2 separate regions of the Hordeum vulgare genome follow, and region 2 is linked to region 1. Evidence: chromatin contacts called from public Hi-C data. All regions are on one chromosome and are shown on one strand. The core of a region is the stretch at or near the end of the contact, and the rest is flanking DNA. Distances in the headings are between cores, read along the strand shown.

What was found. A called contact is a pair of places that touch in the nucleus more often than the background predicts.
Region 2: a Hi-C map of leaf shows a contact between it and region 1, with 3 times the contacts expected there. The contact joins the promoter of LOC123425863 here to the enhancer-like site in region 1. A contact is called at or near these places in 2 of 6 Hi-C or Micro-C datasets (leaf and seedling).

The regions. Positions count from the first base shown.
Region 1 is chr2H:205,393,056-205,399,302 of MorexV3_pseudomolecules_assembly, reverse strand. No RefSeq gene overlaps it. Among protein-coding and RNA genes, the nearest start is that of LOC123425861, 6.7 kb to the right of the region's middle. Within about 2 kb of position 4,447, at least 2 of the 3 cell types and tissues checked have open chromatin away from gene starts, as enhancers often do. A contact at or near this core is called in leaf, where this site is marked.
Region 2 is chr2H:205,585,205-205,591,422 of MorexV3_pseudomolecules_assembly, reverse strand. LOC123425863 (phospholipase A I) reads left to right here and starts at 2,401. Exons shown (of 18, transcript XM_045109607.1): 1 at 2,401-3,156; 2 at 3,939-4,086; 3 at 4,233-4,311; 4 at 4,402-4,555; 5 at 4,656-4,865; 6 at 4,980-5,225; 7 at 5,318-5,480; 8 at 5,570-5,830; 9 at 5,918-6,036; 10 at 6,120-6,218. The coding sequence starts at 2,590.

The DNA of each region.
Region 1 (6,247 bases), core at 3,198-5,697:
ACTACATCAACTGCATTTCTTAACGCTTCCCGCTTAGCGATCTACAAGGGTATGTTGATCCGATCTCCCTCTCGTAGATGAACATCACCATGATAGGTCTTCGTGTGCGTAGGAAATTTTTTGTTTCCCATGCAACGTTCCCCAACAGCTATGTGATATCGTCTCTCCAATCTTGTGCTTCAATGTTTAGCCCTTGTGAGCTGCCCTACATGATTAAGGTATCTTTGTCATTTTCCTGCTATTGCTATGCTTGGTTTGCTGGGATCCGATGGATTATGAGATTATGTTTATATTTTGATGAGTTATATATTTGGTTCTCCTTTTATATTATGTTCTTGAGTAATTCATGCATGTTCTTCGTTGCTTTTTATTGCTTTGGCCGAATAGTAGATTGTAACTCCAAGAGGGAGCGTTATGCATGATTGTGGGTTCATGACCCCCGATGTCTAGCTTGAGTGACAAAAACATGAGACAAGGGGATGTGATGTTGCCACCAGGGAGAAAACAACGGTGCTTGTGACCACGGTTGCAAGGATTGTTTACCTTACGCAAAGTTCGTTAATGCAGTTGTCCGTTGCTTTGAGTTTACACTTTGGGTGGGGCTCGCAACTTAATACCAGCGAGATGTTCTGGATAGATATCCCAAGGTGGATGATTAGAGAGTAGATGTTGATGGATAAACGGTCTACTTGTCTTGGCGTACTGCCCATTACTTTTGAGCCTCTAACTTTCTAGTAGCATGATTAGCATTGCGGTGCGTTTATAATTCTGTCAATTGCCTAGCTATAAATTTTTTACCCAACATAGTTGTTTATCGTCTTTTGGGAGAGAGACATCACTAGTGAACATCATGGGACTCTGGTCCATATTACCACCATTGTTTACACCTCCACCATTTACTGCTTTTATTTACTTTTCCGTTGCAATCACTATCACTATTCCGCTTGTGTTTTGATCCTATGCAAACTACAAGGCAGGAGAGATTGACAACCTCTCTGAACTCGTTGGGAGGAAAGTTATTTGTTGTGTGTGCAGGTCCACGTATTCTGCTAGGGCCAGAGCAGCGGACACCTACTTGTTGATCCTTGGAGTCCTCCTGGTTCGATAAACCTTACAATCCCCGTGTAAGGGAAATCTGCTGCTGACTACATCTCTACCTTCCATTTGGGGTAACCAACGAGGGGCGAGAAGTATATCCATCAACTCGTCATCACACGGCCAGCTAGATTCGGCCCGAGGCCACTCTGGTGAGCCATCTCGCGTCGACCGCCCACATTCATTATATTGTATCCCGTGCCCAATCTATTCAACCAATTAGCTCATCAGATTCGTCCCGCATAGTTTTTTTCGTGCTGCAAATTTCCTAATTATCCGAGGAATTACAGTTTTACAGAAAAACACCTATTGCATAAATAACTCTTTAACCATATGTCAGATTGAAACACTTTAATATGAAACTTGACTAATTTTTTGTGAATATTAATAATATGCAACTTTCATCCATGTTAAAAATGTTTAAACTTGTTGTTTGCATTAATGACCTATTAAAACGGTTTATTTCGTAACTTAATAACCGTAACTTCGACTCAAATGAACTATATATGTAACTTGCTTTGAAAAACATGCAGAATAACATGGTGCATTTTGTTTTCCTGTTTGACAAATATAAAATATGTTTAGGCAAAATAGGACCAAATTCTTAATATGCACATGGGGTCGTTTCGAAAATACCATATGTTGTATTCGACCTCATTTAAAATGCCTAGATAATATAGTTTGTTCATGCTTCACCATTGCCATGTTTAATAATAGTTAAACTTGTTGAGTAAATAAGCGAGAGTGAACAAAACAATTCAAAATGTTGAGTTTCGTCAATATGCAACTCGTTGCATATTGAGCCTCAATTAATGGGTAGTACTTGATTGGTTTGCTTGCCATGCCATGCATAATTAAATGGACATGCATCATATTTGTTTGCGCATCATGTCATGAATATGTTGTGGTGTTTACTGTGTCATTTGTTTGTTTTTGGATTTGCTTCTCCTCGCTAGAGTTTCCAAAGTGTTTCACAGTCTGAGGATTTGTTTGACTATGTTTGCTCGACTACTTCATGGTTCGTTCTTCTTCAAGCGGGATTTGAGGCAAGATGACAATTACCTTGGATATCACTACTATCATTGTCACGCTAGTTGTCTCGTATCTATCGCTGTGTCTCACTGCCTACTACTTATTTGCTAAGCCTCCCAAAATGCCATGATAAGCCTCTAACCCTCCACACCCTAGCAAATTGTTGTTTGGCTATGTTACCGCTTGCTCAACCCCTCTTATATTGTTGCTAGTTCCACGTACAGTTTGTTCCATGTTGGGACATGGATATCTTGGGATATCCCATTATTCTTGCTATTTAAATTAATGCCTCTATACACTTGGTGAAGGGTGGAAGGCTCGACCTTTTGCCTCGTGTTTTGTTTCACCATTGTCGCCTTAGTTTCCGATTATCGGTATTATGTTCCATATTGAGCGCTCCTAACATGCTCGGGATTATTATGGGGCCCCCTTGGTAATTCGTCTTTGATTAAATATCTTCCGACAAGGTCCAACTTTGGTATTACATTTACCTAACTAATAACTTGCATAGGGAGTAATTAACCCCTGGATAATTAGTCAACAAACCGGGCCAATGCTCCTATAACAACCCAAGTGTAAATTTCCAATCTTGTAACCATTTCCATGAGTTCAAGCTTGTATGCCATGCCATCAATTGACTTGAGTAATAAAGTTTTGCTTGATGACATCCATTTGTGCATCATGGCATCATGACATCCATTTCATTTTTTTGCATCATGATATGTTTGAGTGTGAGTGTGTTGTTGTGATGAGCCTTGCAACTTGGTGGCATGACCTTCCTTGAATTAACTCAAATCAATTCCAAACAAAACCCCTTACTTCTTCCTATTTCCTTCTTATTTTGCAAAGTGTGCCACCTTGACTTATTTTATTGTTCCCTATTTTTCTGAAAACTCCTAAAATATTTTCCTCAATCCCACCTCCAAATTTCAGCTGTTTCATATAGATTTGTTTGGGTTCAGAAATACCTCAAGTTTGAATTTAATTCAAACTTGATTTATTTTTCTATCTCTAAAAATATCCAAACTAATCCTATTAAATAGAGCATAATTTGGTGAGTCCAAAACCATTGTGTTTCATTCAAAAAACCCTCTCATTTTTCTCTGGAGTTTTCTACAAGTTTCTGTTTTAATCAAATGGAAAAGAAAATTCACACATAGAGAGAGGAGGCTACAAGTGCAGCCCAGCAGCGCAATCTAGCGTGCCTCGCACGCGTGCCAACGTTTCTCACCTGCTCGCTCGCTCGCCCCTCAGCCCGTACGCTCCATGTGGACTAGCCGACCCCACCTGTAAGCCTCGCCACCAAAGCGACCCGCACCCACCTTTTTGTCCACCTCTCACCTCGCCGCACACATGGCGAGCCCGAGAGCGTGTGAGATCGCCCGGCTCGCCCTAGCCCCTATTTAACCCCTCTCGTAGCAACCACTTCCTCAACACGACACATAGCTTCGCGATGGCGCCCGCGTAACCAATGTTCACCGTCCTCGACCACGCGATGTCCGTCTTCTTCTCTGACATCGATTACGTCATCTACATCCACTTCCGCACCGTGGGACGTCAAGGACCTCCAAATTATTCCCCTTAATCAACTCCGGCCACCCATAGGTGTGTGACCGTTGTCGTGCTTGTTTCTGACCTCCTCCCGGTAAGCTAAGGCCATCAACGTGTTCGCGGCGAGCATCCTCGCCGATCCCCTCCTACAATTTCTCTGAGGCTTTGCTTGGTTTCTCAAAATTTAAAGGAGTTTGGAGGGGATTGAAAGAGATTAAATCCCCTACAAGTCAAAATTCACCTTAATCCACTTCAATCTACTTCAATCCCCTTGTGGGAGGGATTAACCAAACAAGCCCTGATTGCTCTGTGTAGCCCCGTTCGGCCGTTTGCCATGAGAGCACGAGCCCGTCGTTGTTGGACCTCAGCTCCAGCGAGTGCTACGACCTAGTAAGCCGTGCGTGTGCATGCGTATATGGTCACAGTCGAGCGTAGGGTCCATTTCTGTCGTCAACTGAAAGTTTTGCTCATTGTAGCTTCGTATTCGAGCTTGCTGTTGCCGCCTCTGTACCTCGTCACCGGCGTGTTCCCATTGTCGTTCGGTGTCGTATGCTGCATGTGTGAGCACGGACTTTCTTTGCGAATCGATTGCACCCATCCGCCGCGTGGTTGGGTCACCAGAGAAGCTCCGGTGCCTCCACCGCCATCTCTGTTCCTCGCCGGCACCCTGCGTTGCTTCACTATAGTTTGAGCCGCTGACTGGTGGGTCCGAATGGACGCCAGGATTGTGTCAAGAGAGCTCGAGCCCTTCTCTCGTCAAGTGACCACCTCTAGCCTGATTGGATCGACCGAACCAGACACTAACAGACAGGCCCCACCTTTCAGTGACCCTGATCCTTCGCTGTACAATGAATGTTTGATTTGTTTCCTAACTATTCTTCATGCAAGACTTTCCATACTTATATTTTATTTATGTTTTAAGGATTAGGCATGCAAGACTTGCCATACAATAAATTGTATTAATTTTTGATTTTTTTTCCTGAATTGTTGGGTATCTAAATACATGTATTTTTGTTTACTAACGATATAATAGGGGTATCTAATACTTACTAAAGAAATTACGTACATACGCATGATTTTTTCCTACGTATGTATGCCCATGCATGATTTTTTTGTACGTCCATATATCCACTCATGATTTTTTTAGTTTTATTAGAAATGTATATTGCATGCCAATACCCACACATGATTATTTTCATACATACAAGGTCCTAAGATTGCATGCCGGCATACAATTTTTTAATGCACACATGCTTTGGAAATATATACAAAACTATATACTTTGGATGGTTCGTACCCAAAAAAAATACACTCTTTTTAATAGACGTATATTCTTTTGAGACATACCCACAAATGATACTGAAGATATACCTAAAAATACATGTATACACACGATATTATGTATTTATTGTCTAGGGGTATATACTCATAAATTTTATGCCGAGGTATGTAAATACGACGAGTATGCACTTACAACAAGAATATTGTGTACTCTAGGTATATATAGACACAAAAAAAAATCTATACATACTAAATAAGTGAATCCATACATACGTAATCGAATGGCAGGGCCGGCCCTGGGGGGGGGGGGGGGGGGGGTTTCCGCGGGGGCGGCCGCACGGGGCCCAAAATTGTTGGGGGCCCGCTGCATATATAATATGTATACTAGATCAGGCATGTACTAGGTATTGTAAAGTCTCTCGTCATGCCTGTCTCTCGTCTCCCTGCACGCCGCGACTCTCATCTGTAGGAGTACGAGACTACGACGCGGGCTGCGGGCAGGCCCTGGACGTCGGCTTCATTGCCACGCAGGCACGCACGCCGGCACGCGGAAGGGCCCTCGCCGGTTGCTTCTTCCGTAATGTCCGTCAGTCTATCTGTTCTCCACTTCTCCTGAGGATCTCGTTCTAGTTTGATTCGTAGATCAGTTCTCGTTCTAGTTTGCAATTTACTGATGCCTGATGGATCTGGACCTGCAATTACTTCTAGTGATTCCTTTTAAATCTTTGGGTAGTTAATGCCCTATTTTTGATTCAGATTTATTTATTTTCAGAATTACTCCCTTCATTCTTAAATATAAGACCTTTTAGATATTCCACTATGAACTACATACGGATGTATGTAGTCATATTTTAGGATGTAGATTCACTCATTTTGCTCCATATCTAGTCTATAGTAAAATCTCTAAAATGTCTTATATTAATGAAACAGAGGGAGTAGTAATGAAGCCTGAATCAGGTGCTGTCAAAAGAAAAAAGTGGAAAGGAGATTAAAAATTGGTAGATTCACAAAGAGGATTTCTTCGTAAGTTTTTGGCGAGTAACCCAACCACTTCAAAAAATCCAGACGAGTTGGCGTTAGTTTTTGTGGAAGAACCAAGTAATGTGAATCTAGAAGATGATATCCATACAGAAGACAATGTTGACATCGACGCGGACGATAACAATGTGAGTGATCATGATCATAATTCATCTCCCACGGAATCTGCACTATTTATTTATACTTAGGGGCCCTAAATTTTAGTTTCGCTCCGGGCCCCCAAAATCTCAGGACCGACCCTGTCGAATGG
Region 2 (6,218 bases), core at 1,152-3,651, 190 kb before region 1:
ATATCTTCTAAGGAACAGTCTGGGAGAGCGTCTTCAAATAGTTGCAATCTGGAGTGATGACGGGGGGGGGGGGGGGGGCACCACCATCCTTTTAATGAGAGAAAAGCATCTCACTAAAGTCTCATATAACGAACCATGGTAAATTAGTCTGGGCATGCAAGTCCCTCAACACGCAGTACATACGTTCTTTGTTTTCCCAGCTAGGTTCACAATATATTCATGTGAGTCTCCACATCTCACCATTTGCCTCCCCCACCAACACACTGATGAAATCTATAGTGGTAGTCCGAGAGTAGATCCTAACCTCCTTCCATACCATGAGCAATCCATCCTTTCTCCCATCCACGCTAGGAGCAATTAGCATATGATCCATGCATAGTTTTTTCATCAGAACTTGTGCCCTTTCATCATCCAAATGTGTCTCGGACAAAAAGAACGCATCCAGTTCATGCTGCCTCTAGAAGTCCAGAAGCGAGCGAACTGTCGGGGCTCCAATGAGTCCCCGATAGTTCCAATTAATAAGCTTCATTGCTCCGGGCGACCCACCACCAGGGTAGCCGATATCATGCTGACATCCACATTTGAACTCCCACCCCCCAGCTCTGTAGCAGTCCTATGTCTTTTAAGATCTTGAATTTTCTGTGGTGTACTCATTGTGCTTTTATCTAATCTATGCCTGCTGCCCTTCTAGTCGTAGTACACGGTCATCAACAATTCTAGGGGTTGATGTCTCGGGGTCGACAACTCTGTAGCTATACCACCTGCACCCCCAAGTTGTTTTCTAGCATGAGGAACCATATGTCCTTGGCCAGGGCCAAGTTCAACATCACTCTTTTCTGCATTATTCAGATCACTAGGAACAAAATCACGACCTTTGCCAAAGCCCGATCCTCTACCACCAAATAGCCTCCCTTGTCCTCTGCCACGGTCTACCTGGCTAGTAAATTCCATCCTATCAAAGTTAACCAGCAACCAGTCTCCCCAATCGTATGTTTCTAGGGGTGTAGCCTATCCCCACATTCAGGCATGACGCGACCAATTAGTCCGCACAAGTAGCATAAATCGGGTAGTTTTTCACACTTCACCGGGTACTTTTTGCTCCCCTTTAGAGTAATTGGGACAAAACAAACGAGAGATAAATCCAACTTCACAAACAGTCGCGCCCAGAGGTACTTGGTGGTGACAATTCTGCCACCATTAACGACCACCTTCAAAGGAGCTTTTCCGACCTTTTTTGTGGGTTTTTCAGCAAGTTCTTTCTTCTTCGTTAAGTCTTCATGACCACCCATAAATCCTAGGCGAGAGAGCGATTCAGTTAAGTTTGTAGTCATGTAACCATCATACTCCTTGATTACAACAACATAATCCATGAATTTCCACGGTCCACCATTCATGACACAATTCCAATCACCAACACATATGAACCGAGCAAGAAACAATTTTTTGTCCACGATCTCAATGCATTGCGGAGGGATTTAGACCAACATGGCTGAAAGGTTTGGTTGCATGAACCCTAAAGATGCCTATCCATCAAACTCCAACCATGAGTTCATCAATCTCACCAGACAGATCTAACTCCTCCTCTTTTTTTCATGCAGATTCCATCCAACAAACTAATCCTCGAGGTTACTCCTTAGGGCATGATTGCTATCTGCATCATCAACAACACCATGTGCATGGGCCGTGAGCGGCGACACATCATCCTTCCCTCTTTCGACTCCACTCACCATGCCGGATGCGTTCTCCATCACCGGCGATGTCATGGTTTCTTCCGTCATGCAAACCCTCCAATGGACAGAGGGAAGCGGGTGCCCTAATAATAGATCCAGGCGGTAGGTTTGAAACTCTAGCGTCGTCATCACAAAAAATGCTGAAACTCTAGCGTAACTGCTAGAGGAAATAATGGAACCCTGTCACCCGCAAAAAAAGAAGAAATAACGAAACCCTTGAGTTGGGTTGGGTTTGCCTCATCAATCAAAAAATAAATCTTTACCTACTAATAAAGCAATTAGTGCTTCTGTCGTTCGTCATTAACATTGCCCTAAAGTTGATGAAAATTACCCACCAATGCCATTAATAAGTGGAAAACGATTCGGTTTTTTCCTTAAATCGTCGCCGCTAGCTTCTGGTTCATCAACCTTTATGCCATTAGACTACACAAGGGCACTAGCCAGCCTGTTGGCAACGCCGTATCTATCCTGTCCGGGAGACTTGGGTTCGATCCAAAATTACGAAAAAAATTCCGTTCCGTCCTTTTGCTAGTAAAAGAAAAGCTATATGTTGAGTTGGGGGTTTCGTTAATTTCGGGTAGGAAACGCTGTCCTGTGGACCGTAGAGTGTCGGTAGCAGAGTTTGGAAGGTAAGGTAAAACCCCAAACAGAAAAGGGACGCAAAGAAATGACGCGGAAAATTCCGCAGGGCCAAACCAAACGAACCGAGACGCGCAACGCCCACACTGCGCTCCCTTCCTTCCCTTCTCTGATCTGCGCTCGTCTTCCTCCTCACACCACTTCCTCCCAATCCCCCCCGCGCTTCCTGCCGGCCTGATTCGAACCCTAGCGCCCGCCATTTGATGCGGCGGCGCCCGCCATGTCGTCCTGGGGCCTGGGCTGGAAGCGCAGCTCCGAGATCTTCCACCTCACCCTCGACTACGGCGACTTCGCCGACGAGCCCGATCAGGACCCCTCCTCGCCCCCGGCCCCGCCCCCGCAGTCCCCCACCGCCGCGTCGCCCACCGCCTCCTCCTCGCCTGTCGCCACCATGAACGGCGACCTCGGCTTCCGCATCGAGCTCGACTGGTCCACCAGCGACGACGAGGACCAGGTCGCGCTGCGCCTCCAGTCCCAGCTCATGGTCGCGCTGCCCCCGCCCCACGACGTCGTCTGCGTCGATCTCAAGCCCGCCGACGACGGGGACGAGGTGGGGGTGGAGATGCGGGTCGTCAGGAGACGGGAGGCGCTGCGCTCCGTGCGGGTCGCGCGGGCGATGGGGTCCACGCAGAGCACCGGCGACGGCGCCGTTGTCCTCGCACGGCTCATCAGATCCAACCTCGCGCCTGCACCGGCTGCTGATGGAGCCGTCGCCGCAGGGGTGCCCGTGCTCGCCGACCACTGGCGCTCCGTCGCGGTGCTCAGCCTCTGCAACTGCGGCCTCATGGTCAGTCCATCGTCCATTCATTCATCTCCCACTCCCACACATTCGAATTCCTTGTCGTTTTCCATGCGCGCACGATTAATGTAGATACGGGAAGTGCCATCATGGATTCATGGGTTTGGGATTTGTGTACAAGCTCACCTTGGCGCCGTGTTTGGATGCTTGCTCTGCACTGGTCTGCTTTTGGTTGTAGAGATTATGATCAGGTTTAACCTCGGGCACCGGGTGTATAGCTTGGCGCCATGTTACTGTGCTTTGTGGTGGACACATGCAGCATGGTGACGGCGTGTGAACATTTCTTGGTCATATGCGGCTGTTAGCTTTTACTGGAAAAAACCCTGCTGTTCTTGTGCTTTTCCAGTGTGAAATTCAGCACCCGGTGTTGTGTAATGACTGGTGGTATGGAATCATGTTTGATCTAGCTGTCTGTGTGATGCTTAATGCTGATCGTTTTGTAGGAAGATGCCTGTTCTGTGCATTCAGAATTGAACAATCAAACCTAACATTTGCAGTAGGATAGCTTCTGGACTTTTTTGTCTAATGAGTGAAATCTTATAGTTAACGTGCCAATTATGTTACTAATCCTGAGCTTACGTCCCCTTAGGGCCTTTAATGCGTTATTAACAGTTTCACTAGTGTTGTCGACTGAGACTTATTACGTGCTTCTCAATTTTGAAATACTATTTGTTATATTTTTGCTGGCTGTATTTGTGGCTATGAAACTTGGGACTGATTGGCGTCCAAAGGCAACTCTAACCATGAAATGCTATGCAAAAACTTGGCAGGTGCTTCCGGTTGAACTAACTCGCCTTTCGTTTCTTGAGAAGCTATATATTGACAACAATAAATTGTCAGTTTTGCCACCTGAAGTTGGAGACTTGAAGAACTTGAAAGTGCTTACAGTTGACAACAACATGCTAGTTTCTGTCCCTGGTTAGTGAGCACACCTTCAATTCATTAATATCTCTAAAATTAGTGTTTACAGCTTTGTAGTACCTCAAGACTTATTGTCATTGAAGGTTATGCATATCAACTGTCCTTGCAATGATCTAAGCTTTCTCCCCTCCTTTACCAAGCAGTAGAACTGCGGCAATGTGTTTTGCTGGAGGAATTATCACTAGAACACAACAAGCTTGTCCGCCCATTATTGGATTTCAGGTTATTAAATATTATTTATAGAGGTTTTTTTCCTGTAGCTTTTATTAATTTGTGCTATTTTCCTCACAATTCATTCTCGATTTCCCGCAGGTCAGTGCCTAAGCTCCGCGTATTGCGCTTGTTCGGAAATCCCCTAGAGTTTCTTCCAGAAATTTTGCCTTTGCATAACCTTAGGCATCTCACACTTGCAAATATTAGAATTGATGCACTTGAAAGTCTTAAGTCTGTCACTGTGGAAATAGAGGTACATAAACTATCTTGGAATTCTATCATTCTGCTAGCTAGGTCATCTCATTACTTGCAACTTTTTTATTGACAAGTTTGCCTTTGGGTTTTGTTTCCAGACTGAGAACTATTCCTACTTCATTGCGGCCAGGCACAAACTTAGTGCCTTCTTTTCGCTTGTTTTCCGGTTCTCTTCCTGTCACCACCCTTTGCTGGCCTCTGCGTTGGCCAAAATAATGGAAGATCGTAGCAATCAAGTTGCCATTAGCAAAGAAGAAAATGCTGTCAGGCAGCTTATCAGCATGATAAGCAGTGATAACCGTCACGTGGTACCTACTCAACCCTGAACATCCATATATTTGCCGAATTTTGTGAAAATAGTTGTATATTTCAAGCATACCACATTTATTTATTATTTCAATAATTATCAATCACTTTTTCAGGTTGAGCAAGCATGCCTTGCTCTTTCGTCACTAGCATCAGATATTTCATCAGCAATGCAGCTGATTAAGTGTGATATTATGAAGCCTATAGAAGCTGTACTAAAATCATTTGATGATGAAGAATTAATATCAGTATTGCAAGTTGTGGTCACGTTAACTTTTGTTTCTGATCATGTTGCTCAAAAGATGTTGAGAAAAGATGTGCTCAAGTCACTGAAAGCACTTTGTGCACACAAGAACTCTGAGGCAAGATGATCTGGATTTAGACTCTGGTTGATGGTTGATATGTTGTTTGGGTAACCACTGGGGGCTCACCGTTATTTGCTTCCTTTTGTTAGGTGCAACGCTTATCTCTATTTGCAGTTGGCAATTTGGCTTTCTGCTTGGAGACTCGTCGCACCCTCATTCACTCTGAGAGCTTACGTGACCTCTTAATTCGCTCTACTTTTTCACAAGAGAAGCGTGTCAGCAAGGCAGCTGCTCGTGCCCTCGCAATTCTAGGTATATTTTTTTGGGTTCTGATTGATTTGTTTTTTTTGTGATCAGTCAGTAACCATAACATGTGTTGATGTGTTTGTTGATCTCTTTAGGGGAGAACGAGAACTTGCGTCGGGCAATAAGAGGGAGGCCAGTTGCAAAGAAGGGTCTGCGCATTCTTTCGATGGATGGTGGTGGCATGAAGGGCCTTGCAACTGTCCAAATGCTAAAACAAATAGAGCAAGGAACTGGGAAGCGCATACATGAAATGTTTGACCTCATATGTGGTACATCAACAGGTGGCATGCTTGCAATGGCTCTTGGAATCAAGCAGATGAGTTTGGATCAGTGTGAAGAGATATATACAAAACTTGGTGAATGTTTTTTGGTTCTTCGTGTTTCATTACTTCTTAAATTATATTAATACCAATGTGCTGTCAATTAAACTGCTGTTTTTTTAGGTAAACTTGTATTTGCGGAACCTGTCCCTAAGGATGAATCTGCTACATGGAAGGAGAAACTTGATCAACTTTTCAAAAGTTCATCACAGAGTTTTAGAGTGGTTGTTCATGGGTCGAAGGTATAAATGAACAATTGAACTTCTTTGTGGCGTTTCATGTTCTGCATTGTGGTGAGGTAGTGACTAAGAGATTTTAATTACAGCACAGTGCAGATCAATTCGAGAGGTTACTAAAGGAAATGTGTGCTGATGATGAGGGTGACCTTCTAATAGAGTCTTCTGTGAAAGGCATTCCAAAGGTT